2 separate regions of the Sus scrofa genome follow, and region 2 is linked to region 1. Evidence: chromatin contacts called from public HiChIP or PLAC-seq data. All regions are on one chromosome and are shown on one strand. Each heading gives the region's core, a stretch centred on a gene start, on an enhancer-like site or on the middle of the called end of the contact. The rest is flanking DNA. Distances are from core to core; before and after follow the strand shown.

The links. HiChIP or PLAC-seq counts read pairs in DNA pulled down with a chosen protein or histone mark.
Region 2: an H3K27ac HiChIP or PLAC-seq map of skeletal muscle shows a contact between it and region 1, with 4 times the contacts expected there. The contact joins two enhancer-like sites. A contact is called at or near these places in 2 of 47 Hi-C or Micro-C datasets (embryonic fibroblasts and epiblast stem cells) and 1 of 2 datasets of contacts at active chromatin or transcription factors (skeletal muscle).

The regions. Positions count from the first base shown.
Region 1 is chr1:248,740,005-248,743,268 of Sscrofa11.1, forward strand. No RefSeq gene overlaps it. Among named protein-coding and RNA genes, the nearest start is that of KLF4, 130 kb to the left of the region's middle. Within about 2 kb of position 1,722, at least 56 of the 83 cell types and tissues checked have an H3K27ac peak or open chromatin away from gene starts, as enhancers often do. A contact at or near this core is called in skeletal muscle, where this site is marked.
Region 2 is chr1:249,289,920-249,293,183 of Sscrofa11.1, forward strand. No RefSeq gene overlaps it. Among named protein-coding and RNA genes, the nearest start is that of TRNAE-UUC, 250 kb to the right of the region's middle. Within about 2 kb of position 1,757, at least 29 of the 83 cell types and tissues checked have an H3K27ac peak or open chromatin away from gene starts, as enhancers often do. A contact at or near this core is called in skeletal muscle, where this site is marked.

The DNA.
Region 1 (3,264 bases), core at 472-2,971:
AGAGGGGATGCTTAGTAAATGGTAGGTCCCTTTCCCTGACGTCTCATGGGCACCTCTTTGGATTTACCCTAGTGGTTAAGGGCTTGGCTTCTGGAGTCAGACTCCCTGGGTTCGAATTTCAGCTCTAGCACTTTCTAACTGTGTTACTTTGGGTAAATTCTTTCTGTGCTATAATGTCCCTATATGCCAGGTAGGGATAATAATGATGCTTACCTCCTAGAGTTACCTGAGGGTTAAATGGGATCATGCTTCTGCAGTCATCAAAGACAAACACGTATAACCCAATCTGTCTCTGAGAGCTGTCCCTCACATTCCCATAACCTCTTCATGTGGTCCAACTATTACGGGTTGAATGCTTTAAATATCAGGCATTGTTTTAGGGATTCAGCCCTGGAGTCTCGATCCTCATGTGTGAGAAAATTACTGATTTTTCCCTAAATGAAACATCTTTGCCTTTTCCACCCAGATAATAGCTTTGCGTTATCTCTGCAATGCCAAAACAATTAAGGGTGTCATTTCATCTTTCATCAGCACGTTGGGCTCAGGTGAAAAACTCTGCCAGAAATCTTGAAATATCTTGCTCCTTTAGACATCAGAAGGCTGGGAGATTTCCCATTATTAATTGAAATCAAAACTTCTCTGTGGCCCAGAGCAAGGGCAGAACTGTTATTTCACAGATCAGCAGGAAAGCTCACCACCACTGTTTTGCTTGGTATTCATTTTATTTAGGGGGTAGGAGGCACAGAAGAAAGGTGGTTTCCAGAATGATACATCCATGCTGCTGTGTGAATGCAGTCAAGGGAGGCGACTAAGGCTCAGGGAAGCAATGCCCATGCGTGCACTGGGCAACCATTCCATGTCTCCCGAGCCTCAGTTTCCTTTCATGTAAAATAGGGGTCATGGAACCTCCCTGGTGAGGTTTAAATGAATGCACGCAAGAGGAAACAGTGGGATGGCAGACAGGGTCATGTACTGTTCACCGTGTCTGTGCTGCTGAGACAGGGACGTGGGCTCATCGAGGGGGGCACTTCCTCCTTTTCTATTTTGCTGGTCCCTGGACAGGTCAGAGGTGAGGGCAGTGGTGAGGAGTTCTGAGGAAATCTGTAGCGTGGCTGGATAGCATGCTTCTAGGAAGTCTGTATTCGCCTCTGAAATTGCTGGACATTGCAAGGATTTGTCCCATTTTGGAGTGTAGGAGGCTGATTCTTGTTTGTTCCCAGGCCTGCTTTGCAGGATGCAGTTCCAGCATTTCAAGGGGCTGGAGAGGGGGGATTTGACGAGAAAGAGTGGGTACCATGGTGTGTAGGACAGGCAGGCTTTTTTAGCGGCAGCTTGTGTGTGCCCTCGGGCTCCCCGCCACCCTCCTTCTGCCACAGCATCCTTCCTTCCCGTCTCCAGGGAGGCAGGACCCAGAACCCATGCCCAGCCCAGCGCGCTCGAGCCAGGCTGCTCTTGCCGGCTTCTCCGGGGCTCCGCGAGGCTCGGCTGGCCTGGGTGGTGGGCCCGGGTCCCCAGGTCGCCGGCGCTGGCCCTCGCGACGCTCCGGTGCGCGCAGGAGCGCGCGGGCCTCCCCGCAGGCCCCGCGCCCAGCCGGCCTCGGGAACTGACCAGGCCGCGTGTGAGCGCCGGGATTCCTGCTCAGGCCTTAAATATGCCGGTTATTTTTATCTCCCTACGTCAGGCGGCGAAGACCATCCCACCAGTGGCCGCGGCGGCTGCTACACAATGTTTCCCTTTAGTCGGGAGGGGAAATGGAGGGAGGCCAGACTTCCTGATCACATGGTGCTGAAGTCAATGAAAAAAAATTAAGGGGGACCCCTCCCTTTTTCTGCAGTGCCCGATCCAGGTTCCCCCCTCCCGCTCCCCCCCACCCAGCCCCCTTGGGCTCCCCGCGTCGGAAAGCGGCAAAGGCTCCAGGCGTAGGGCCAGCGAGGCAGGAGAGAGAGCAAACATAAACACGAGATTGTTGCAGTAATTGGTGCTCTGAAAACACTGAGGAAATGAGAGGCTTGTACGAAACATCAGCCGACAAGAAACGGGGTGATGTCAGACAGCCTTCCAGGATTAGAAACCCTTAAAAGCTCCGAGCCCGCGGCCGCGGAGGAAAGTGTTCCGCTCTCCCGGGTAGGGAGCCGGGATCCCGCGATTCTGCGCTCGCCATCGCCTCTGCCTCGCTTTTCCCCTTTCCTTTTTCTTTTCCTTTTCCTTTTCTTTCTGTCCTTTCTTCTTTTTTTCTTTCTTCGATCTCTTTCTCTTTTATTTCTTTTTCCTTTTCACAAAGAAGGAAAAGGAGCGACCGTATCAAGTATTTTACATTTCTAAGGCACTGGTACTTTTAGATCTTTCCTTGACTTTGAAATACCAAACCGGACTCAACACCCACATCAATCCCAAGGCAGCAAATGACACTTCCAGCATCCCTTGTTGGAGTTTGCTCTTTCTTCCTCCCAGTCCCCTTCCTGATTCCGCTTTTCAGGTTAGAACTGCACCGTTGCAGTAATGTCCACGCATGTGGAGGGGCTGAAATAAACAGGAAGCATTTACCAAGGACAAGCTTGCCAAGAAAAGGGGATTCAATCTTTGCCAAAATCTGGCATTTTCAAAGAAGATAAGACTTCCTCATAACATGTCACCCAGCCTCCAGGGCTGCGGCCTCATTTTCTTTTCCTGGTTTGAGACAATTAGGAAAACTAAAAGCACACAGAGAGTACACACACACACACACACACACACACACACACACACTCATTCCTCACTCCCCTTCCCCACAACTCACGCATAGCTAACACCAGCCAGCAGGGCCTTGTCCTAGTCCACCTGGAACCTGCCTGTGTCTTTAAGTTTGAGGCCAGGTCTCATCTGTTCAGTGACACAAAAGGTGCCGCCTATCCAGGCTTTCTCTCCTGGTGTTTGCCAGGATTAATGAGGCAATGTTTGGAAAGGGCTTGAGCCCCTCCAACCAAAGGCACCCACGGACACCTTTTCAAAGAATGATTTATGTCCAACTTTACCCAAATAGGAACCAAAAGAGGATTTTCTGTTTTTTCATCTTTAGAACAGATGAATTCAGCACCTGGATCCTTGCATTTCTGAAGCTTTAGACTCTGCCTTATTAATTGCTCTGTCACCTCTCCTGGGAGGGCAGGCTTTTTCCATCTCTTTCTAAGACCCAGTAAAAGGTCACATCAAGGTCGAGCCTGTATGCCCTCGGAGGAATTGGACAGGTTCCAAAGACTTGGGTTCCCCTCACAGCTGCTCATGTGA
Region 2 (3,264 bases), core at 507-3,006, 550 kb after region 1:
TGATTTTCTCTTCTTCGAAGTTGTAAGGAGGATTACCTGAGACCATGTGTAAGGGATTTTGTATGCTGTGAATGGGTTGCACGGAGTGTTGGTTATGACTATTCTCTTTCTTCCCTTTCCTTCTCAGTTTTACCTCCAAGGCTTTCTTTAACATCACTTTGGTTTTTAGAGGAATTAAACAATATTGACTTTAAAAAGACACCCACCAAGTATCCTGCCCCCAGCGAGGTGTGTTACAGAAATTATCTCACTTATCATCACAGTGATGGGTTAACTCTCCCCTCCTTTAGAGTTAAACAAATGCAGCTCCATGGAGTTTCCTGTGGTTTGGGACCAGCTTTTAAGCCCAGCTAAGTCTGACACTCCACCTTGCCTCCTGGGAAAGGCCTTGAGGACCCCTACAACCTAATTCAATGTTGCATCCATGAGGGACTTGCCCGAGGTCACAGAGCAAGTTACAATCAGCACCAGGGTTAGAACTCACAGCTCCTGATGCTGAGGCCAGTACTCCCAAGTTCTTTCTCCTATGTGTGTTTGAGTCACAATTTCCTGACCCAGAGAGGAAACATCTAAATCATTCTTTCCAAAACTCTCAACCAGGAATCTCTAGTTTGACAAAGAAACCTCAGAGGCTGCTTTCTTTGTGGAGCTTCTAATCCTGGAGCAGGGTGGAGAGAACGGTGGTGGTGGGGGGGTTGGTTAGAGAGAGATCTTCAGGAGCTTAGTTCCTGTTTATCTACATGTCATTCTTTTAGTCCCTGAGGCTATAACATCCATTTAGAAAGATTAATTCAAATGTGATTGAGGACAGAGAAAGGAGAGCTAAGGGGGAGGCAGAGAGAGGGAGGAAGAAAGTAGAATTGTCTAAGCTTTAGAAGAAAGAACCTAAGGTATTACTAATTCTCAAAGAGGTCTCACTTCTTACAGACAAGTTGCTCCTTGGGAAATCACAGGCAGGTGAAAGTAGCTCCGTGATTCTTTTATTATCCATGAACCTGGCTTTTCTTTCCAGCATTCTCAGGTGCGCTGGAGGTCCTGGGAAGAGAGAGGGCTTTTTCAAAAGACACTTCCACCTCCTAATCCCTGTGCCTACAAACCAAATATTGATCTATTTAGTAAACCAGCCTGTGGGAGGAGAGATTGTAAAGCCCTGTTTACTCAGCAGTTGGGCCCCCCTGACAGCTGTTCAATGGGGGATTATGATGTCACAGTGGTAATTACACTATAAACAAGGGATAGGGAGAATAAAGCATGAAAGGAAACTGTGGGGTTCGTTACTAGGCAACACAAAATATGTAACCAGAAACCCGACAAGCATGTAAATTTCCTTGCAAGCCTCCCAGATGTCCTCACTTTATGGCCAGCACACAGTTTCAGTTTCAATTTGTTTATTTGCCCTTCTTCAATCACAAATGTGGAGCAGAGAATGTTGAAAGAAAGAAAAGAAAGCAAAGAAAAATGAGGGGAAAGGAGGGCTTGTACTTTCTTCCTAGGATGTAAAAGGTCGGGAAAAAGCTCAGGGGCTTAGCCTTCTCTCTTCAGAAAGATGTAGGGGTCACTGTCCAAGGGAGCTTTATCAAGGAAGTAAGCCAAAGACAACAAAGAAAGTGAGCCAAGGGAAAAGAAAAAGAAAAATGGAACAAAAAGTAAGAGGATGAAACTAAATAAATGGGAGAAGGAAGACAACTCCATGGCATGATGGGCTCCCAGGGACTAGAAGGGGCGCTGGAGTCCTCACTGCTACAGCCCCACCTAGTGGTTGCCCCACATCTTTCATACTTCGGGTGCTGAAGCTCCAGTAACCCTGCCTTTCTTTGAGCAGCTTTATCCAAAAGTTTTTATGATGAGCTCAAATCAGCTTCCCAATTATGAACAGCTCTCCTCATCCCCAGGACAAGAAGTCACAGCCTCACAGAGATCTGGAAACAATGACCAGAATACTGTTTTTCTTCTTTTCGATTCTCATCCCAGCAATAGTTTTCCCTCCCAACAGCTTTTTCTAGATGAGATTGTTTCTTGCTCAACCCTCTGAACGACTTTCAATTTGTCAATGCTCCTCTTATAATCTAGGATTTGAAACTAGACACACCCTCTTAGGTGAGGTCTGACCTCAGAGAACTAAACAGGATCCACCACTATTCTCCCCAGCCCCGCCCCCCCAATCCACTTGTTTGGGAGAGCTGTAGAGGCTTGCGGGAGACAGCCGGAACAGGCCCATGAGAACCGATCGTTAAATTTTCAGGAATTCTGTGAGGTCGTTTTTTAAACCATTGACAGCTTGAAATCAGCCATGATGACAGTATTTACGCCACAGATATTGGCAAATACAACAGATCAGGCTTCCCTTCCATCCTCTAGAGAGCTGGTTTACCAGCAACCACTGCTCTGACCAATCATATTCAATCTCTTTTGGAATTTAGTGATTCACAGAGGGTAGGCAGAAACCTTTAGCCACAGATCTACAAACCACAGACCTCCATACACAAGCTACAAGCAGTCACTCTCACTAGATCTAAGGAACATGGATCAGGATTTTAGTTCTTCTATCTACAGTGACCACCTTTGCTGACTGAGAACACTTCTCTTGGATCTGATTGACACTGTGGCCACATAAACTTCCACAGGGCACTCCCTGAGTCAGATACGAAATGACCAGGTTGAGGGAGAAAAAAAAAAAAATGTCCATTGAACCGCATTGTAGATGCTGCTATTACTGACACGGGCACAAACACAGAAGCTGGTACAATCAATGGCTTTTCTGCAAACTTGGAAATTCTCTCGAATTTCTGTTCTTAAATTCTAGTATTAACTATCTAGAATGACAGTCTGGTGACAGGGCTAAATTCCAGTCCTGAATGAGCCAGTCCTTTGGGGTCTGAATGGAAGCTTATCCCTGTCCCTCCCTGGGCCTCAGTTTCCCTGACAGCCGTGAGGGTTGAGTCTCAGGACTTTTAAATCCAGATGGCTTTTGCAGCTGGCTCCAGCTTGGGCCACGGTACTGACATCCTTATAAGTGCGTGAGCAGAACTTGGCATTGGATGAGCAGCGTTTTTCCACAAGTAATTCTCACTGTGTGGACTTGTGTCCCGCCTCCACTCTCCTGTTGTCCTGGGGATGATTTGTTTGTTGTGACTCTCCTCGGATATACTATAAATGCTGATGAAGTTGTCCTCGATGTTGCAGCTCTGGGCCATGTTATCTCCTAGAGAGTCTCACCCAAATCCAAGCTAATTTTAAGTCACTTCCCCAAGCCAGGCAATCAAC